Regions from separate parts of the Salmo salar genome. Here region 1 is linked to region 2. A link is a contact called in public Hi-C data. All regions are on one chromosome and are shown on one strand. The core of a region is the stretch at or near the end of the contact, and the rest is flanking DNA. Distances in the headings are between cores, read along the strand shown.

What was found. A called contact is a pair of places that touch in the nucleus more often than the background predicts.
Region 1: a Hi-C map of muscle shows a contact between it and region 2, with 4 times the contacts expected there. The contact joins the enhancer-like site here to the promoter of LOC106573930 in region 2. A contact is called at or near these places in 2 of 3 Hi-C or Micro-C datasets (gill and muscle).

Annotation. Positions count from the first base shown.
Region 1 is chrssa16:44,232,437-44,238,560 of Ssal_v3.1, reverse strand. No RefSeq gene overlaps it. Among protein-coding and RNA genes, the nearest start is that of LOC123727708, 43 kb to the right of the region's middle. Within about 2 kb of position 3,055, at least 3 of the 13 cell types and tissues checked have an H3K27ac peak or open chromatin away from gene starts, as enhancers often do. A contact at or near this core is called in muscle, where this site is marked.
Region 2 is chrssa16:44,118,586-44,124,741 of Ssal_v3.1, reverse strand. LOC106573930 (growth arrest and DNA damage-inducible protein GADD45 beta) reads right to left here and starts at 2,567. Exons shown (of 4, transcript XM_014149394.2): 1 at 2,311-2,567; 2 at 2,012-2,113; 3 at 1,642-1,867; 4 at 589-1,457. The coding sequence starts at 2,351. The coding sequence ends at 1,344.

The sequences.
Region 1 (6,124 bases), core at 1,806-4,305, 110 kb before region 2:
CTGTGCATAACAATGTTTCTACCATGTTTGTGCTGAGACCATGTTGTGCTGCTAATGTGTTATGTTGTTGTTATGTTGTGTTGTGTTGCTACCATGTTGTGTTGTCATGTTGTGTTTCTGCCATGTTGTGTTGTTGTCTTAGGTCTCTCTTTATGTAGTGCTGTGGTGTCTCTTTTGTCGTGATGTGTGTTTTGTCCTACTTTTAAATTTTTTTATCCCAGCCCCCATCCCCGCAGGAGGCCTTTTGCCTTTGGTAGGCCGTCATTGTAAATAATAACGTTTTTCTTAATTGACTTGCCTATTTAAATAAAGGTTAAATTAAAAAATAAAACCTGTAAGTCTATGAGTGGAAACGGCTTGTAAAATGCCTCTCCTCTCCCCTCGGGACGTGTCAACTTAAACAGTTGTTACGGAGTACTACCTCCTCTGGCCTGATTCAACATCAGATGACTTCACCGCAAGCAAAGGGAATCCCAAATACAGTGATGCTATGGGAAGCATCAGTGGCTATCACCCTAGCAACACAAACACATCGCCCACTGGTCTCTGTTTCACTCAGGGCAAGCTGCCAGAGGAGAATCATATAATAGCTCTTAAAACAGGAGCCAGTGCGGGACAGGGGAAGGGAATGACTGCTTGACAAGTTATGGTCCTTTAATGCAATATAACGTATCTGCAATTTAAGTGTCTACTTCCTGCGTTATAGCCAATCATAAGCTGCACTGTAGGAAGTTATTATTATATTGTCACATTAAAGGCAGAATCCATAACTTAGACTTTCAATAAAATTGGTTTTCATTTTTGTTTTGGAGTACTGGGGTGGGTCATTGCAAGTGCAAAATCAATGAAGAAGAACTGGTGATCGATTGCCATCAACCCTAAAGAAGGACATAAAACATATGTATTGTGCCTTTAATGTGTTTGTGTCAATACTTCATTGCATTTCGCATTGCTAACAGTTTTCTACCAAGCTTGCATTGTCTAAAGATCTTGTTTGCATTGCTTGCTAGATTGTATCTGTTGGGTCACACCCTGTTAAATTGTTTGCAAAGTTTTTTGTTATTTGGTTGTTTTGTTTTACAGCCGATGTCTGTCGATGTTTTATTCAAAATTGAGAAAAACTACACTGAGTCTGTCTGTCTGTCTATTCAGCCAAAGCCCACATTCCATATAAGGTAATATTCTGTTATTTCACTGGAACATACTGTCCCTCCTGCTGTCTCCCAAGAATGAAATGTTCCAGCCCAATTTGCATTGTGTGACTCCCTCCCTCTCCCGCCCTCCCTCTCTCTCTCTCTCTCTCGTGCACGTGTACTTGCACACACATGCACTTCTCTCTCTCTCTCTCTCTCTCTCTCTCGTGCACGTGTACTTGCACACACATGCACTTCTCTCTCTCTCTCTCTCTCTCTCTCTCTCTCGTGCACGTATACTTGCACACACATGCACTTCTCTCTCTCTCTCTCTCTCTCTCTCTCTCTCTCTCTCTCTCTCTCTCTCTCTCTCTCTCTCTCTCACGTGCCCTTCCATGTGTGTGATGCTTCTGGAAAATGGTGAGAGCACTTTTGGGAGAGCTTTACTGGAAACCGAGATCGCGGGACAGGGTTGAAGAGGAGGGGGTGCAAAAAGGAAACTCAAGGACTTGCCAAACTCTCCTGGAATGTGAGGAATGGACAGAATCTCTTCTGCTGAATGCTTCCTTGCAGGACTTTCAGTCAACTAGCTACATGTGAATCACTGACTGTGCTGTCCAGGGGATTTTCCTCACAATCCTTTCTATATGTGTTCCTCATATCACATTGTTTTCCTGCAAAACACAGTACTATTTATGTATGTATGTGGCGGTCAGGGCCCAGGGGTCAAATAGAGTAGGAATTGAATAAAGTATACACTCATTATACACACACACATACCCAAAACACACACACACACACACACACACACACACACACACACACACACACACACACACACACACACACACACACACACAAAAGCACATTCCCACACACACACACACACACACACACACACACACACACAAAAGCACACAAAAGCACATTCCCACACACACACACACACACACACACACACACACACACACACACACACACAAAAGCACATACCTACACACACACACAAAAGCACATGCACACACACACATCCTTGCATGAATGACACACTTCCGGCACTCCCGAGTGGCGCTGCGGTCTAAGGCACTGCATCTTAGTGCTAGAGGCATCATTACAGACCCTGGTTTGATTCCAGGCTGTATCACAACCGGCTGTGATTGATAGTCCCATAGGGCGGTGCACAATTGGCCCAGCGTCATCCACGTTAGGGTTTGGCCTGGGTAGGCCGTCATTGTAAATACTAATTTGTTCTTAACTGACTTGCCTAGTTTAATAAAGGATCAATTAAAAAAACTCTCTACTTGAGTCCACCTCCAATTAGCAGCAGACTTTTCATCACTCTCTTTTCCTATTATTCATAGGCAGAGTGTCTCTCAGCCATTGTGAGACATTGTGTTGTACTTCATGCTCTGTTGTTGTGTCTCTCAGTGTGAAGTCTGACAGACAATTGAATGTTTGGCTTTGAGGAAACACGATGATTCATTTTTCCCCATAAACATTACACAGGTGTTATTCTGTCTGGTTCCTTCATGATGTCCCTCACCCTATAGCTCTGCAGAAAATACTGTCTGAGTGGTCAATAGGTTTGCCAAAGCATGGGAACACTCCACTGACACTAATGGAACCTTACTGTACTCATAACAGGTCATGGCTATTCACATAACACTGTCACGGAGCATGAACCTCTAAAGTGCTTCACAAATGTTCAAGTGTTCGTGATTCAAGTGTCATAATGGATTGATATCATATTTCACTTTGAGTGAAGAATGATGACATCTTGGTACAGTCTGCACTGTCTGAATTACCTGCAGAATGCAGAAAGATATTAGAGTGCTAGCGGGCAGCTCGTGTTGCTATATTTAGTGTGTGTGTGTGTCTGTGTGTGTGTATGTGTGTGTGTGTTTGTGTGTGAAGCTTTATTGCACATGAACTCAGTCAACCAGGCTCTGCGGCCATGAGTCCTTGGTGTAGTGCAGTATATCTCTCTGTGGAAGCGAAGAAAGTGTTCTAGTAATACCAGCCAGCCAGGAGCTTCCCTGTTATGGACCTGACTGTAGAGGCTTACTGTGGCCACATCGCAGGCAGGCCATTGATTTAAAACAAGTAAAATTACCTGACTGATGGGTTTCCCAAAACCTAAAGCCCTTCACTAGTTTTACATATTAAGCAGTTTAAGTTTATTATTTCTCTCCACAATCCAACTGCATGACTGGGGCAGCAGGTAGCCTAGTGGTTAGAGCGTTGGACTAGTAACTGAAAGGTTGCAAAATCTAATCCCCGAGCTGACAAGGTAAAAATCTATCATTCTGCCCTTGAACAAGGCAGTTAACCCACTGTTCCTAGGCTGTCATTGAAAATAAGAATTTGTTCTTAACTGACTTGCCTAGTTAAATAAAGGTAAAAATAAAACAAATGACTGTGAGAGAGTAACAATAATGACATAGATGTTTGATGGTCAATCTCCAATGCATTAATGAATGGAACTGTAAAATGAAGCACTTTGCTTTGAGACAATGCAGTAATTGTGTATTGAATGTCCATGTATATAGTTGTGGAAGATTAGACTACTGCATTGGAATTTCTGTTGTTATTTGTGCACTGAATGCCATTGCAATCACCCACACTCCTTTGGGGAATGACTTCACTCAAGTCAGGAATTGTTTTGTCTTATCTATGGCTTGAGGTGTATGTAACTCTTTGTACATGATGTACCCAACAAAACACACAGAGACTAGAGATTGCAAAAGTTCAAACTTGAAATACCTCAAACAAAAGAACAGTACCTCAAATAACCCCAAAGGGTTCTAATACATACTAGCTGTTCTAATAAATACTAGCTGTTCTAGTACATACTATCTGTTCTAGTACACACTATCTGTTCTAGTACATACTAACTGTTCTAGTACATACCAGCTGTTCTAGTACATACCAGCTGTTCTGGTACATACTAGCTGTTCTAGTACATACCAGCTGTTCAGGTACATACTATCTGTTCTATTACATACCAGCTGTTCAGGTACATACTGTCTGTTCTAGTACATACCAGCTGTTCAGGTACATACTGGCTGTTCTAGTACATACCAGTTGTTCAGGTACATACTATCTGTTCTATTACATAACAGCTGTTCAGGTACATACTGGCTGTTGTAGTACATACCAGCTGTTCAGGTACTTACTTGCTGTTCTAGTACATACCAGCTGTTCAGGTACATACTGGCTGTTCTAGTACATACCAGCTGTTCAAGTACATACTAGCTGTTCTAGTACATACCAGATGTTCTAGTACATACTAGCTGTTCTAGTACACACCATCTGTTTTAGTACATACTAGCTGTTCTAGTACATACTATCTGTTCTAGTACATACCAGCTGTTCAGGTACATACTGGCTGTTCTAGTACATACCAGCTGTTCAGGTACATACTATCTGTTCAAATTACATACCAGCTGTTCAGGTACATACTGTCTGTTCTAGTACATACCAGCTGTTCAGGTACATACTGGCTGTTCTAGTACATACCAGCTGTTCAGGTACATACTATCTGTTCTATTACATACCAGCTGTTCAGGTACATACTGGCTGTTCTAGTACATACCAGTTGTTCAGGTACATACTGGCTGTCCTAGTACATACCAGCTGTTCTAGTACATACTAGCTGTTCTAGTACATACCAGCTGTTCTAGTACATACTAGCTGTTCTAGTACATACTATCTGTTTTAGTACATACTAGCTGTTCTAGTACATACTATCTGTTCTAGTACATACCAGCTGTTCAGGTACATACTGGCTGTTCGAGTACATACCAGCTGTTCAGGTACATACTGGCTGTTCTAGTACATACCAGCTGTTCAGGTACATACTAGCTGTTCTAGTACATACCAGCTGTGCAGGTACATACTGGCTGTTCTAGTACATACCAGCTGTTCAGGTACATACTGGCTGATCTAGTACATACCAGCTGTTTAGGTACATACTGGCTGTTCTAGTACATAGCAGCTGTTCAGGTACATACTGGCTGTTCTAGTACATACCAGCTGTTCAGGTACATACTAGCTGTTCTAGTACATACCAGCTGTTCAGGTACATACTGGCTGTTCTAGTACATACCAGCTGTTCAGGTACATACTGGCTGTTCTAGTACATACCAGCTGTTCAGGTACATACTAGCTGTTCTAGTACATACCAGCTGTTCAGGTACATACTGGCTGTTCTAGTACATACCAGCTGTTCAGGTACATACTGGCTGTTCTAGTACATACCAGCTATTCAGGTACATACCAGCTGTTCAGGTACAGACTATCTGTTCTATTACATACCAGCTGTTCAGGTACATACTGGCTGTTCTAGTACATACCAGCTGTTCAGGTACATACTATCTGTTCTATTACATACCAGCTGTTCAGGTACATACTCTCTGTTCTAGTACATACCAGCTGTTCAGGTACATACTATCTGTTCTATTACATACCAGCTGTTCAGGTACATACTGGCTGTTCTAGTACATACCAGCTGTTCAGGTACATACATGCTGTTCTAGTACATACCAGCTGTTCTAGTACATACTAGCTGTTCTAGTACATACCAGCTGTTCTAGTACATACTAGCTGTTCTAGTACATACTTTCTGTTCTAGTACATACTAGCTGTTCTAGTACATACTATCTGTTCTAGTATATACTATCTGATTTAGTACATACTAGTTGTTCTAGTACATACTAGCTGTTCTAGTACATACTATCTGTTTTAGTACATACTAGCTGTTCTAGTACATACTATCTGTTCTAGTGCATACTAGCTGTTCTTGTACATACTGGCTGTTCGAGTACATACCAGCTGTTCAGGTACATACTGGCTGTTCTAGTACATACCAGCTGTGCAGGTACATACTGGCTGTTCTAGTACATACCAGCTGTGCAGGTACATACTGGCTCTTCTAGTACATACCAGCTGTTCAGGTACATACTAGCTGTTCTAGTACATACCAGCTGTTC
Region 2 (6,156 bases), core at 1,318-3,817:
CTTTCAGCCATCTGTGCATGGCATTTGAGTGATGAATGCTTTCTGGATATCAAACTGTAGGCTACTGTGGACGCATCACAGCATCAGAAAGCTACTGTCTGGCCTGAAATAAACAGTAAATCTCAACAATGTGCATGAAAGTGTAAGATTGCATGTAATAATGGTGTTGTGAAGCAAACATTTTGGTGAGCAATAGCAAGACATTAGATAATATAATTAGTTAGTTATAACATTAGTTATAACATAGTTCATATACATTAGGATGGGTGTCAATTCAAACTCCATCCTTGTAGAAACAGTATATAGGTTACATATTATGTATTTATGGCCTAGATTAAATGGTATAACATCTAAGTACAGCATTTCAACTGTTTTAAGAAGTGTTGCTCTTTCCAGGTCTGAATTTCAGACAGGACACAGGTGAATATAAAATAATTTGTTGCCTAATCAAGCAGGTAGTGAAGGTAGTGAAGTCCAGAATGTACAATACTGTGCAGTAGTCCTAGGTTAGGGCCTACTGTACAGTATTACAGTATTGCACCCCCCCCCCCCCTTTCCCACAAGATAAAGCACTCAGAGAATTCAAACTTTCAGTTCAATAATTTATTCAAATAGGTTTAACATTAAATTCAGCAATGCAGTTAGTTCACTGTCATATATTACTCGGTTCAACTTAAATAATAACAATACATTAGTTTGATGTGTCAATGTCAAATACATTGTTACATTGTGGCAAAGTTTTGACCCTCTTAACTGACAGCCATCGGGCTATGAGTGTAGCCAGAATACCTGATCAATATATTTCACATAATAACAATCCATAGGCATTGTTGCTCTGAAGACACTTCTTCAAAGCTCATAACATCCAACCATAGAGCATTGAAGTCATTCACATTGCATTTCATCATAAATACCCCGACTTCCACGTCGGAAAGCATAGGGTTAAACCCAGTTTCAAGTCTGTATTCTCTGTTGCTTTGTCCCTCCTCTGCATAAACGAAACTGCAAATCAGTTCCCACGCTATGCAGCCGCCCACGGTTGCTCCAAAATGGCTGGGCAAACAGCAGTGAGTCTTCTCTACCGTTCGTTTTTACTCCCCACTCCAGCGGATACTTTTCCTTTCCGCAGAGGAAGAGAACTGGGGTCCGATGCGTTATGGATGCATGTGCATTGTCCCTTGGAACATGCGCATTCCCAGCTCCGTCACTGGGTAGCGGCAAGGGGTAGGCAGACACAGGCCTATCGATAATGCCCCTTGAATGCCTTTCTCATTCTTGAAGAATGACGACTTGTTTAGTTTCACGACTTGTTTATTTCACGCTTCTCAGTGAGGGTCGTTAGTTCAGCGCTCCTGCAGGGCCAGATAAGGCACCCACTGGTTCTTGCAGCGGCTCTCCTCGCAGTAGTTGCCCACGTCCTGCAACGCTTGGCATTTCAGAGATTGGCACTGGGTGTTCTGTAGACAAAACGTGGGAGATATCGTTAGGTATGTCTTGAATGAGAAAATCATGATGACATTAGGACATTTCGATTATTTTGATGTATTCAATATTAACAATGAGCACAAGATGAATAATTATGCACGAGGCCTATTGCGCGTTCAATGTAATCAAAATAAGAAGACAGCAGGCTGTACTTACAGTGACAAGGATGCAGTGCAGATCTTTGGGCTCGTTGCCGTTGCTGTCAGCGGTGCTTGGCTCGCCAAGAACCTGAGCGAGGCGCCTGATGCCCGAGACTCTCAGTATGTTGATGTCGTTGTCGCAGCAGAAGGCTTGGATGAGCGTGAAGTGAATCTGCAGTGCGATGTCATCCTCGTCTTCCTCATCAGTCGCCAGAACACACAAGACTACACTATCAGGATCACTGCAGAAAGAAAGAGAATAGCACATTAATTATATTTTCCATATAGCAAATATAAATAAATAGCGCATCATGGTTGCAGCTATGTTGCATTGACCCATATTACGAAATGGGCAATAATATGATAGAATTTATAATAACACTTACACATTCATCAGTTTTGCAGACTCGTAGACTCCCAAAGTCAGGCAGTCTTGTTGCTGCGCTGCCACCAGCAGCTCTTCTAGAGCTTGACTCACGGTCTCCATCCTTCAAGAAAAATGCATTCTGTTAGTTATGCACCACAATTGCGAATAGGCTACTTAAAACTGTTGAACTGAGCACTGTTCAGTGCTGAGGCTATATTTCACGTTCCACTGCCAAACCATCTAGCCGATTGTCAATGCACACACTATGCGTACAGCAAGCTGTGGGATATTCTGCGCAACAAATGTGCAAAAACTTACTTTTTCTCAGTGATATTGCATCCCAGTTCTTCCAGAGTCATATTGAAGTTCGTTAATTGTATAATCCACAAGGATAATCTCCAATGAGTATATTCCCGAATCGAGGTTTCCAGCGCGTCCGGCAAATCAGTAATCCAATACGGTATAGGTTCCCTTGCAATGTTTCAGTGTAAACTCGCTCGCTGTTGAATTGCAAAGTCCTTCTATTAGCTCTGACTGTGGCTCAGTTGTTTCTGATACAACAGTGCAAAACTCAAGGGTTATATCCACGCTCATGCTAGGCGTGGCGTTACTCAGTCACTACTTCCCTGATTGGTCCATTGGTGTACTAGAATCCCCACTCTTTTCAATAATTGGCTGTTTACGCCAACGTAATTCGGGAGCCACGTGGGCTCTTTCAGAGAATCCCCCACCTCCCTCGCTTAGTATCAGTTTGTTTACGAGTGCCATGGAATTTCCTTAGTTTTTCTATTGCTGCGTATTTCTTCATACTGGGGTTGTTTGAGCCTATCAGAATATAGTAGGCCTATATGCAAGGTCACTGTGAGCATCTCTATGAAAGTGTGATTTTATATACATTGTTCCATTACATTTTTTTATACAAAACTTTTTTTTATGGCAAAAATACAATTTTTGTAGACAGAGGAGCTTGCAGAGAGGGGTACATTGTCAACGTCCATGTTTGTTACCATAGCACCTGACCTCCCTCGTGAAAAATCAAATGCTACAATGTGTGGACGCATCTTGATTACACAATACATCAAATAAAATGGTACTTGTCGCGATCACATATTTTGCAGATGTTATTGCACGCGCAGCATAATGCTTATATCAAGATGCGTCCACATCCAGTTAAACCAATGTAAATGAAATTTTCTTGGGATATCTACTCCACTGCCATTTTTTTCTGAAAGACAAGTCATCTCTTCTAGAATGTGCCCGGATTTCTGTAGTGAACTCATAATATCTGGAACTTTCATCACCTGTACCAAGCTATCCTAGTTCCACCGTGGCTAATTTTATCACAGTCACAGGATCAGTGTTTACAAGCTGTTAGTGGATCTTATCCAATCAATCTATTACGAAATCTCACCTCACAGACAGAATAAAGGTAAACTAGGGCTACTCCATTCGTCTCAGTTATAATTTATTCCATCCATCCACATTGCATGAACGTTTACTGTAGACTACATGCCTATCGATGATGAAGGATTATTATATTGTTGCTATATGTGCATTGGTTTATAGCATATGCCAAAATGTAAAAATCTATGTATCCTATAATCTTGAATAGACTGTAATGATATATTTCTAGTTCCTATTCTATACAGTATGATGATGTTAAGAAATAATAGTGGTTTCTGACATTCTGAACGTTAACCATTAGTCGCCCCTCAGTGGACTCAGTGCTGCATCGCACAGAAACTGCAAGTGCTGCTCTGTGCTGCATCGCACCGAAACTGCAAGTTGGAACACGTGGGTCGTTCCACTAATTAGGTGCCTTTTGAGTAATGTAACTTGGTGAGAATTTTTTTTTTTTTTCACAGAAATGTTATATTCTGTCATAAAGAGCACATGTTGAGCTTGATAAATGACACGTTTTCCCATATCAAGAGGTTAAGTAAACAAATTACAGTAAGTGCCTATTAAGTGACAAATAAAGTAACCGGGTTGATTTAACAGAGTTGACAACTTCATCGTAAATCAGCCATAAATCTCCTTGTCACAGGGGGAATGGAATCTTGTTGTGTGCAACAAGGAGGGACAATTGAATGGAAACTTAAATTGTTATTGATTTATTGTTAAAACATTTCTAGCCTGTCTATCTATGGGTAACATGGTTGTGGTTTAACCCGCTAGGTTAAACCACAAACCCCAGAAAATGAATCACTAATGACATGAAATAAATTATAATCTTCAGAAATGGCTTTGTCAAAGCCAAAGAAAATTGAAAAAGTTGGGGTTAAGGGGGTTAAAATCTTCCTAGAAGTCACAGAGGATGCACAGAGGGACATATGAAAATGCTGAGTTTGGGCACTTTAGCAAGTCTTTATTCATATTAAAAATCATATTTATTGAATATTCCATGTGGTCTATATAAAAGGGCACATCATTTAATACAATATGCTTTTGAAATTCAGTATTTGTGCACAATTTCTACCTAAAATATCAAAGGGACATAAAAGGCACTCATTTTGTGGAACGAAAGTTGTCACACTTTGCAAATCTTATTGTTCCCCCTTATGCCCCTTGCTGAATTGTTTCATGAGACCCAAACCAAGCTCTCACGTTTTACTTTAAAAACCACAGTAGTGCAGATTATGCAGATATTCTGCAGATTAAACCCATATGGATAAATATGGATATTAGACAGTTAACTAATTTGTATAAATGTATCACTTTTGAATAAATAAAGACTACCCCATGTTATTGTTCAACTTCAAGGAATACATATTTTAAAAGTACTACTCAAAACTCACAATGAGAGTGCAATAACAGTGATCTATCAATGTTTCTATCAGAAACATTGAGGCTATAATAAAACTTTATTCTTCTTAGCGTGGAGCGCCACTTAGTCGTCAGCTGAATAGCTACACTCTCGAAGACTGATATTGAAAAGCAGCTTCCTCGAGCTGGAGTTTATATCAAGTGTGAAGATTGACTTGTTCCTTAGTGCAAGAACCCTACGGTTCTTCGAGGAACTTTGAGGATCTTAGAAGAACCCTTGTTGAACCCCCATTTTTTTGAGTGTACCACGATAAATTGAGACAAAAAAACGATGCAATTACCCCCTAATAAAAAGAGACCGGTCGGAATGGCTGCATAGGGATTCGAGCAAATATCAACTTTTCCCTTTCATCTGTTACTAGTGTTTCACACAGATGCCCTACGAGTCCCGGGCCCATAAATACTACTAATGATAAAGTAGCCGTAACAATAACCACTAGGCCTATTCGTCAAAAACATAATCAGCCGAAAAACGAATCAAGAGAATGATTAACTGTTACAAAGTGGTCAATACATGACATGTTGATCATGAGAAGATAATCTGTTTTAGGCTATCTATTATAATGATTAGAGGTAGTATCGATAGCCTACTGTAGCCTTTTGGGACTAGTGGGCTACAATTTGATTTAATTAAAACTGCGCAATTCACAGTTCAAGATTAGCCTTTCCAATCGCCTTCCAATCGCTTTCCAATTTACGATATAGGCCTATCAAACCTGAACTGCTGTTATTAAGTTGCGTTTGATCATTGTCACCGTTCTGCCCCTGAACAAGGCAGTTAACCCACTGTTCCTAGGCCGTCATTGAAAATAAGAATTTGTTGTTAACTGACTTGCCTAGTTAAATAAAGGTAAAATAAAAAATAAATAAATTGTCTATTTGATTATATTAATTTAGTGCGAAACGCTAGATTCCCAAATCGATACCAGGCACTGAACATTGTCCCCAAAATATTATTCCAAGAACACCATCGAGGAACCGTCTTAATTGGTGGGGGTTCTTGCAGGAACCTAACTGCCTAACTGAAACGTTTGGTTTTTTGAATTTGAAAGGACAGCAGGGTAGTTAAAAAATGTACCCCAAAAGGTTCTTCGAGGATCCAATAAAGGGGGTTCCTTGAATAATCATTTTAAATCGTTTTTCGAAGAATTTATAGGGGTTCTCCCACCGTTTCAATTTGAAGAACCCCTAAAGGATAGTCGATTAACATTTTATTTTTAGAGTGTAGGCCTGCTGCAGGCAATACACGTCTCACATTCTTCACCTTATTGGAATGCATGGAAAGACGTCATGGGGAGCTCACTGCGATTTTTCGAACCTACGGTAATTCGTATATTA